Regions from separate parts of the Ostrinia nubilalis genome. Here region 2 is linked to region 1. A link is a contact called in public Hi-C data. All regions are on one chromosome and are shown on one strand. Each heading gives the region's core, a stretch centred on a gene start, on an enhancer-like site or on the middle of the called end of the contact. The rest is flanking DNA. Distances are from core to core; before and after follow the strand shown. Region 1 holds the start of LOC135077728. Region 2 holds the start of LOC135077696 (NADH dehydrogenase [ubiquinone] flavoprotein 2, mitochondrial).

The links. A called contact is a pair of places that touch in the nucleus more often than the background predicts.
Region 2: a Hi-C map of whole body shows a contact between it and region 1, with 5 times the contacts expected there. The contact joins the promoter of LOC135077696 here to the promoter of LOC135077728 in region 1. A contact is called at or near these places in 4 of 5 Hi-C or Micro-C datasets (whole body and whole larva).

What each region holds. Positions count from the first base shown.
Region 1 is chr13:13,185,886-13,190,542 of ilOstNubi1.1, reverse strand. It overlaps LOC135077728, which reads right to left and starts at 2,138. Exons shown (of 7, transcript XM_063972303.1): 1 at 2,067-2,138; 2 at 733-872; 3 at 247-478. The coding sequence starts at 743. It overlaps LOC135077715 (activating transcription factor 7-interacting protein 1), which reads left to right and starts at 2,262. Exons shown (of 4, transcript XM_063972285.1): 1 at 2,262-2,357.
Region 2 is chr13:13,382,579-13,387,235 of ilOstNubi1.1, reverse strand. It overlaps LOC135077696 (NADH dehydrogenase [ubiquinone] flavoprotein 2, mitochondrial), which reads right to left and starts at 2,134. Exons shown (of 7, transcript XM_063972267.1): 1 at 2,010-2,134; 2 at 1,772-1,897; 3 at 170-360. The coding sequence starts at 2,045.

The DNA of each region.
Region 1 (4,657 bases), core at 889-3,388:
AGCACGTAATGCATAAAGTAGAAGGCAAAATAACATATTATTTCATAGATGTTAGAAACAAATTCACCTGTCTTTTTTACTTACTGGAGAACGACAACGTGGTTAAAGGGCTAAAAAGAAACCACGTAATTTAAGAAGACAGCTTAGGCATAGGCCAGCTGCTCTTTAATAATAAAATGACACTCAACATATCTGATTATAGTCTGCCGACTGATTGCAGAAATCATTAACATAAAAAAAAAACACCTGTCTAGTAGACTCATTCAGTGTCGGTTGTAATATCTGGCCTTTAATTTTACTGCTGGCCTTTGAAACTGTTGGTGGTTCGCTCGGTCCATCTAATATACTATCGAACAGTTTTTTGGCACTTTTGTCTGAGAACCCATCTATCAAGTGTATGTCAGAGATAGATTTTAAGCCACCATAAGTATCCTTCCACTGGGAAACCTTTTTTATTCTAGATTTTGGTATTTCATACCTAGAAAGGAATAAATTATGGATATTAACAATCTTGGAAATTTTACTCTGCACTATTCAGTTCCAAAATAACCAAAACTTGCATTAGTAAAAATAATTTATGTTGGTAGGTTGTTGTTGTTCAGGTAATTTTAAGGTTAACTCTGAAGTTCAATTTGTTTTAAGTGGCCTAAGAAACCACTTCAGAGAAGAATGGTTAGTTAAAGTCAGGATTATTTTCCATTATTAAATTGTTAGTATGTTATAATTAATTACCTAGACAGCATGTTATTATCGGCTTCATTGATAACTTGCAGGATTTTTTCTTTCTGTTGTTCTGTATACGTATTATCTAGTGCTTGGCTGAATAAGCGATGAGGCAAGATCACTGAGTAACGGTTTAATGCCTTGATGGTCTGAAATCATGGTAGAGATCACTAAAGATGATTTAAAAATAAATTAGCTTATGAAATATAGAACAGTAGAGATAAAAAGAAATTCAACCGTTTTAAACTGCGCCAGCATGCCAAGAAACATCTTAAATGTTTAATTTTTTTGCCTCTTCTAAAAACATTTCATTTAAATTATTCACTTCACTAATTATTTACAAAAAACTGGAATTTCATAGGAACCGTTCTGTTTGTTTACAAATAACACGATGACATTTCACAATGACAGTGAGTGACAGAAGAGAGAATTTTTTTTAATTTCTTAGGACTCAAAGATTTCATGTTTATTCTCTGAGTCTATTGCTTATTTATTATTTAAGAATTTAATTAAATTGTGTTTTTTACGTAGAACGACTTATTTTTAATTAAGTTTATTTGCAACATACATATCACAATGATTTTTATTATTAGGTAAAATTCCACTTCCAGTCTGTTAGCGCCATCTTACAATATTTGTAGAAACTTCGTTCAGACTGATCCTCGCGGCCTCGGTTCGGATTTCGGAATTATCGCTTTTACGTGTGAAAGTCATCTTGATTTACTAGTAAGAGAATACTATACATAATATTAAATAATCGTGTTATTGTTCATTAACTACAATATAACGGACAGAGCTTCGAAAATTCGTATACGGATAGTAAAATATAACAATAAATAGTACGTTTATTTTCTTATTTTGTGTTAGTTCAACATCAGCATAACAGATGTCATTACTAAACTCGAGATCTTGGTTTGATGTTACAAAGTAAAGAAAGGGTAGTATGAGAAATAAATTTTAATTGAATAGTATTCATTTTAAATAGAAGTGAAGTGAACTTACAAATCATTATGGAACATTGACGCTAGGTTTCAAAGAGAGACGGTTAAAAATATGACCCTTTTGAACCGGAAGAAGCTACTGTAGTTCTGAAGTTCCCTTTTAATTCCAATTATTTTTGAATTTATTTTGGAACATCAGTTTTTCTAATCTGGACTGGCCAGTTGAATGAATAGTGTGATAATGACAGAAAAAGTAAAAGTTCTTTAAACAGTTGACTGTTTCTGTCAAAAATCAATACAAGAAGTGGAAAAGCTAAAAATAAAGCACCCAAGATTTGAAAAATCGATAAGATCTAAAAGATTATCTTCAAAATTATTTAATTACAAACTGGAAGAACTTACAAGATTTAAGACTACCTACACAGACGTTTCTTCTGATTTGAAACAATTATTGATGTAAGTTGTGAGGTTATGTGAATATTTGCCTCTATCTATCTCGCTCTAACTCGCGACTTGACATTCAACAAAATGGCGGCCGGTCCCTCGCTCCCCGGTCGCTAGCGTGAGACAGTCGGGGAATGTTTTGTTGTGCATTTCGCTATCTTCGCCGCGCGGAGCAAGGTCGGAAAGAATAAGCGCTGCGCCAGCTGAACTTGTTGAGAACTGTCTGGACATCACCTGCAACTTCTGGAGGTGAGTGTACCTACTAACGATGTTTTTTTTTATTTCAGCTTGCCATCTCCATTTTATTTTTGGTCATTCTTCTTTTGAAAATATTCTTCTTTTACACGAGATGAAAGAACATGGGTTTTCAGACTTTAGGGGTATTTATATTATATTACTTTAGTATTCTAAAACAGGTTAATGATACCTGCTTATTTATTAATATCTAGGTATTTTTCTAGTCAGTCGAAGTTTTCTAGACAAATATATTATTATAGGATATACCAAATTGTACCTTATGAAGAAGCAATAAAGCACAATTTTCCATGCGTTGAATCAGCTCGAGTAGAAAATGAGAACTTTATGAACAATACGATATTGAAAAGAAAGACAAAAATATAAAATAAACTAATTTATTAAAAATGATCACAACAAACAACTAGTCATTGCTGGACTTGAAGTTGGATTGGTTGTATGAAACGCCTACATGGCAACGTCGACGAATAATTTACTTTGGTACCTATCGGCACGGACGCGCTGTTGCCGCTCTTCCTACGAGCAATTTATTTCGTACATACAGGTCTAGATAAAATTCAGGTAACTCTTGACTAATGGAACTGCCTGACATTGCCAGTTGATAACATGAATGAGATTTGACAGCTGTCAATCCCATGCTGCAGCAGCTCTGTAATGTGTGCGAATTTATCCAACTCTCATTGTCGTTGCCGTACTAGCTAGACGCGTAAGCGTAAACGACATTACAGCGAAGTTCATCATTCCGCTACGTTGCCAAACCGCTTTAGTTTCGTGCTAGTCTGAACTCTGAGCACTGGTAGTGGGATTTAGGCTATCCGTCTATCGATCAAGATTTGACTAGCTAGTTCTATCTAGCCTGGTATTTTTTTAGTTTCTTTGTATCTATTTCTTATCCGCAAATGTTCATAAGTTACAACATCGCAAAATTCTATTTTTGCAGCAAATATCTTTGCTTGGTTCACCTTGTCTAGGTTTCTTCTGATCTTTTTGTATTATTACTACAAGGATGGATGATGCATTATCATTAGCGAAATTATTCTTTCTTTTGATGAATGCTGAAGCTGATCAATGTTGCTTGCCATGCCTTTGTTTGTATTCATGTCCAAGCGGGTAAAGGAAAAATCAAATTATTATGGGTTTTTTTTCTGGTCAACTGGTCACCTAGTTGGTCGAACATTTTCTATCATAAATCGGAAATATTGAAGAACCTGTTACTTATTATTTTCTTTAATTAGCTCTTTATTCAGCTACGGGTCAATCATCCCTTCCTCGACAACAAAACTACAATGTTTTTTATATTTCCATTCTGCCAGATTGATAGAAGAATGCAAGGTATTCGTTTTCTTCTATGGGCTAGATATATTACTATTGGTTTTTGTCAAACGGTGCCAAGGGAGTTAAATCCCATAACTAGATTCCTCATTCTGTACCGCTCTTTGCAGAAGTCTCTTAATACTTCTGTCCGCGAGGCATCTGTATTGTTTCCGATCCATCGAATGTTTACTACAGCGGAAACTCAAAAGATTCGTCTCGCGTAGTTCAACGCCGGCAATGTATCCACACTGATTTTATAGACACACTTTTCGCAGTGCCTTGGCTGTGGAGTATGTGGTGTGTGATAGTGATATGACAGCGCCATTGATTTAGGCATTCGGAATTGAAATAATTACTCTTGCATTAATCATTGTAATTTCTATCGACATTAGTTCATTAGTGATGGGACATTATAGCCGGATTATATTGTTTCGAACTAGGTCATTGATATGCCTTCATCATAAGTAAATTTTATTTATCATCGGCACTATTTCTATTACTGTCTTATCATTACTAAAATTCCGATTTAGGTGCATGTTATTTGTAAAGATTATTTTAGTACCAAACCGTCATTATATTTTAGGGCTTGTTTAGGGCCCTACTTTCTGTTCCTATGCTAGCTAGATCTTCAGTTATTTGAGACCTGTTATTATAAAATTCTTGATAATTTAACCTTGAAATCACAGTAGGGAACTTAGGCGATTTTGGCTCTGTACCGGGTGCGAAATTGCTCAATCAAGGATGAATGCTACAAAGATTGATGTATTTTGCGTATTCTGCTTCTCATTACCATAAAATGTTGCTGATTTTATGAGAAAAAATGACTTTATGCTCGACCCTTCTATTTTTGTGATGACGTTACGTTGACGTACGCTTGCTCGGCACCGCTCGTAAATGCTCGGCTACTGTCGGTAGCCAGTCGAACGACCCACTCGACTTGAACGCGGTGCTAAGGAAGAGCGGCAACGTCGCATATTCGC
Region 2 (4,657 bases), core at 885-3,384, 200 kb before region 1:
GCTCTGATTAGTTACCTGAGGCTCTAGAGTAAGAGATGTTACTCAGAAAAAAATATTTAAATTTCAATAGTTAGAACAGGGGTGTCCAACAAAATTTTGTGGAGGGCCCGGATTAGTATTTTCGTAACATAAACAAAAAAATATAATAACTTGCTAGCTAAAATACTACCTAATAAACATGGTGTAGAATGTAGCAACTTCGTAGACTCTCATGCGAGGTAAATTGAGGACTTCCGCTACTTTGTGCATCGCAGAGATTGGCAGCCAGCCTCCTGCCTGACGCTGGGCCAAGTCTAGTAGAGGAATCATGGCACCTCTCTTGTGTCCTTCAGGATAAATTGCTAGGAGTGCTTCCACCCTCTGAAAAGTTATGTTAAAAACAATTAAACATTGTGACAACTTCTGTGAGAATACAGTGAGTTATTCTGTGAGAATATAGTTCTTAGAATAATAATACATTGAAAAAAATCTTAGCAAATAAAATTATTTAGTAAAAAGTTTAACAATGTTAATGAATCAATAAAAATGCGTGAACACAAAAAAAAACTAAATATTGCGTATAAAAAAGTTCATCCCCAATTTTCCACCCTTGGGGGTTGTTTTTTTCAACCGACTTCAAAAAAGGAGGAGGTTCTCAATTCGACCCGTATGTTTTTTTTTTTTTTTTTTTTTTTTTTTTTCTATATTTGTTACGCGATAACTCCGCCAATTATGAACCGATTTAAACAAATCTTTTTTCGGCGTATAGGTAATACCTCAAGGGTGGTCCCATTTAAATTTAATAATAAAAAAAACAACCCCCAAGGGTGGAAAATTGGGGATGAACTTTTTTATACGCAATACCTCCGCCGATTATAAACCAATTTGAACGATTATTTTTTTGTTGAATAGGTATTATCAAAAGGGTGGTTTCATGCGAATTTGAAGAAAATATTTCACCCCCAAGGGTGGAAAATTGGGGATGAACTTTTTTATACGCAATATCTCCGCCGATTATGAACCAATTTTTTTTGGTCTCAGTGTACCTACTGCCTACCTTCAGTGGTAACATCAAGGTAATAATTAGTTAACTAAAAAGCAAGAAATAAGTAAAATTTTATAAAAAAAAATAAAACCGACTCCAAAAAACCTACACTAAAACGTAGAAAAATAATTACTAATTACCTACTTATTTATTAGGACGAATTATTAATATTTATGTAGGTATACCATGATTGATACTTTTGGAGTCGGTGCAGGCAAACTTTACATGTTTCATAATCTTGGCACCGACTCCAGAAGTATCAATCATGGTATACCTACATAAATATTAATAATTCGTCCTAATAAATAAGTAGGTAATTAGTAATTATTTTTCTACGTTTTAGTGTAGGTTTTTTGGAGTCGGTTTTATTTTTTTTTATAAAATTTTTATTATTAAATTTAAATGGGACCACCCTTGAGGTATTACCTATACGCCGAAAAAAGATTTGTTCAAATCGGTTCATAATTGGCGGAGTTATCGCGTAACAAACATAGAAAAAAAACATACGGGTCGAATTGAGAACCTCCTCCTTTTTTTGAAGTCGGTTGAAAAGACAGTGGTTTTACTACAGAAAATATTGGATTTATCATTGGAGTAATACTCGAAATTCTTATTTATTATCTTTAGTACACACAGTAAAGTTATTAGATGACATAACATTCATAAAAGCCGTGATAAAAGGTTGAGAAAAGATCCATTCAAACGAAAAAGAAGGATGTTGTACTAATCAAAACAAATGAAGGTTACCTTTTGGTTCTGTGGAGTAAACTCGAACGGTATGTTAGGGTTGTCCTCAGGGGTGTCTCGGTGGACGAAAAGACTGTCATGCTGCAGGGTCGAGCTGGTCTGCAGGGCCCTGGAAGTAGTGCGCCACTGGAAACAAACATTACGAGTTGGTTATGATCGGGCAAGTGTCAAATTGTTATTATATAACCCGTTTGTTTACAAAGTTAAACACTTGCACACAATATTTTAGGACACGCACCAAGCCCTGAACTCCAGTTCTGAGGCTGGACAACATGATTTACTGTTGTTTTCTTGTAATTTTTATAAAAGTTATTGCGAAACACTGTTCGCGAACAAGCGGACCTGTTGGTAACTTCAGACCGCTCACCAGATGGCAGCTGTTTCTGGACGAAAATGTGTGCACAACAGACAGATTTTTAGGACTTTGCACACTTTTATCCATATTTTGTATTAATTTAATCACATTCATAACTTATACTAATTAATTACGGTACATACTCGTACAAGTCAATTTAATCACATTGAGATGGATATTACGTAGAGTAAGTAAATGCATGTAGAACTTTCCGAACGATTTTCGTAATGTGGCTAACTTCGTGTTATAAAAAAGCGCCAAAGTTTGAAAAAACTTTGCAGTTTAGCAATTTGCTGTAAAAATATTACTGACAGGTTGAAAATAATTATTAGCTTTCAATAAATTATAGATAAGTATTTGAAGTCCATTACTAACTATTTTACAGTAATATTAGTTCCATTTGTATAAATTATTTTTAGTTATGTTCATTCCAGTTACAGCTTACAGTGTAAGAAAAAATTATGAATTTAGTAAGCACATACTATATACACTACTTTATTAATGTAAATTACCTACTCTTTTTTATAGCTATCTGTTAAGTTGTATGGTAGGTAGGTTAATTAGATAATTAACCAAGTATTACATAATCGCTAACAATAATTTATGCAAGTATGTAATCGATAAAATTAAAACTTTTCAGAATTCTTAAGTGGAGCAGTAAGGAACAATGACAATACAGTCGTCAAGTGATCTAAGTAATCGCACATGTAACATAAACTTTAGGTAGATAAGTAAGTATTTCTTAATTTTTTTTTAATTATTTAGCACTTTCTCAAGCAGAATAGCGTTCCGTTTCTAATAAACATTTTAAAAACCCATCAGTACCTAAGCTATCCTACATCATAGATCTACTTTTTAGTTCAGCCCAACGCAAACATAGAGCCTAAAAAGGCATTGTCTGCTTGTGCCATGTGCATGTGCCTATATTTTCGTGCGAAAAAAGTAAAATAAGACAAAATGAATGAGTAGACAAAGCCCGATCGGCAAAACAACGACTCAGTCGCCATGGCAACTGCCGCACCCATTCGCGTCGCTTGCACCAAAAATGGACCACATAGCTGCATATAGGCCAGCGTGCTCTAAATTTCGATTATGTGTACCTACACTAATGCTACAGTCACACATGGGTTACAAGAATGTGGTGTTTATTTTAACTGTTTCAGCTTTTGGACTGGTGTGTACCTGACTAAGGCGACTTCGGCAGTTACGGGTTCGAATCTCGTGGATTGAAAAAAAAAAAAATTTGTACTCGTCGCATGGACGTTTTCGAGTCCCTAAGTAAATTATGCCCGTTTTCACCATCAATCCCTAATTTTTAAGTGATCTCTATTGTAACACTTATCAGGAATTTTGTTTTCATGGGGGTCACTTAAAAATTAGGGATTGATGGTGAAAATGGGCATTATATCAATAAAACTTAGGTAAGCAATTAGCATATTTTATACACGTAGGTAGGAATAGGAACTGTTTATGTTAATAATACTTATACACTAGATCGCTTTAAATGTCTATTAAAGTTATTAAGTCGCCACAGTAACGCTGAGGTTATCAAGATAGAGAAGATTATCATCGTGAAGTTCATTAACTATCGAACAATTGCAACACGGCCCTTTGACTAACTGACCGATCAGTTGATCTAACAGTCTCTTGCACCCAAAACACAATCAAAACGATCTCACACCATCGCATTTTAAGAGCACCAATTCTTTAGCGTCCCACAAGAGACACAGAAAACAGTAATTCCAACAGTTTGAATACCTTCGATAACTAATTTTAATTGACTAGTATTTAGGTGTCCGGTCTTCGTTATCCTTTTTTTTTCTGGCCCCCTAAACAAGAGGCACGTGGCAGTTTAGATTTCGAAATCACTTCGCCCCAGCGTTTCTTTCTATGGAGTGACTTAATCGCTCCGAAAAGCGATTTAGAAATGGATACGGTCAGGTTTCACCACTTGTCTAGGGTGGCTGGTACCTCAAAACATACAGAGTGCTACCATTTTATTTGCACTCACCTAAGCTCTGAGTACCATTGCAATTTTGCTATCACCAGTTGGCGCCACTGTCGTATAGGACCTCGTAAGTGGCGCTAACTGGATACCTAGATAGGAGGTCCATAGCGGTGTGCTAGCTGATGCTTACTAAAAAGGACGCGGCAGACTCGAGTCTTACCTAGACACAAGGAAGTTTAATAGAGATGACGTCACTGCATCTATCTACCTTGTAATCATAGGCGTTCGCGATCGGCTGTCTTTAAATTTAATTCCTTATCAATGGTGCCACCGGATACCGTTAACTAATTTCCGAACGAATGAGTGGACCAATTTTCGCGCCACCCGTAACGAATTTGTTCGCTTTGGCGGGCCTTTTTTGCGGGTACTTTGGTAAAAGCGTTGTTGAAGACAAGTAGGTTCGGATTCTGTACCAAAACCAATAGCGCAGAAAAAATAGACAAAGATATAAGAATTTTGCTAGAAATAAGTTTTGACCTCTTGCAGTACCTACTTATTGGTAAAAGAGCCACACTGATTTTAG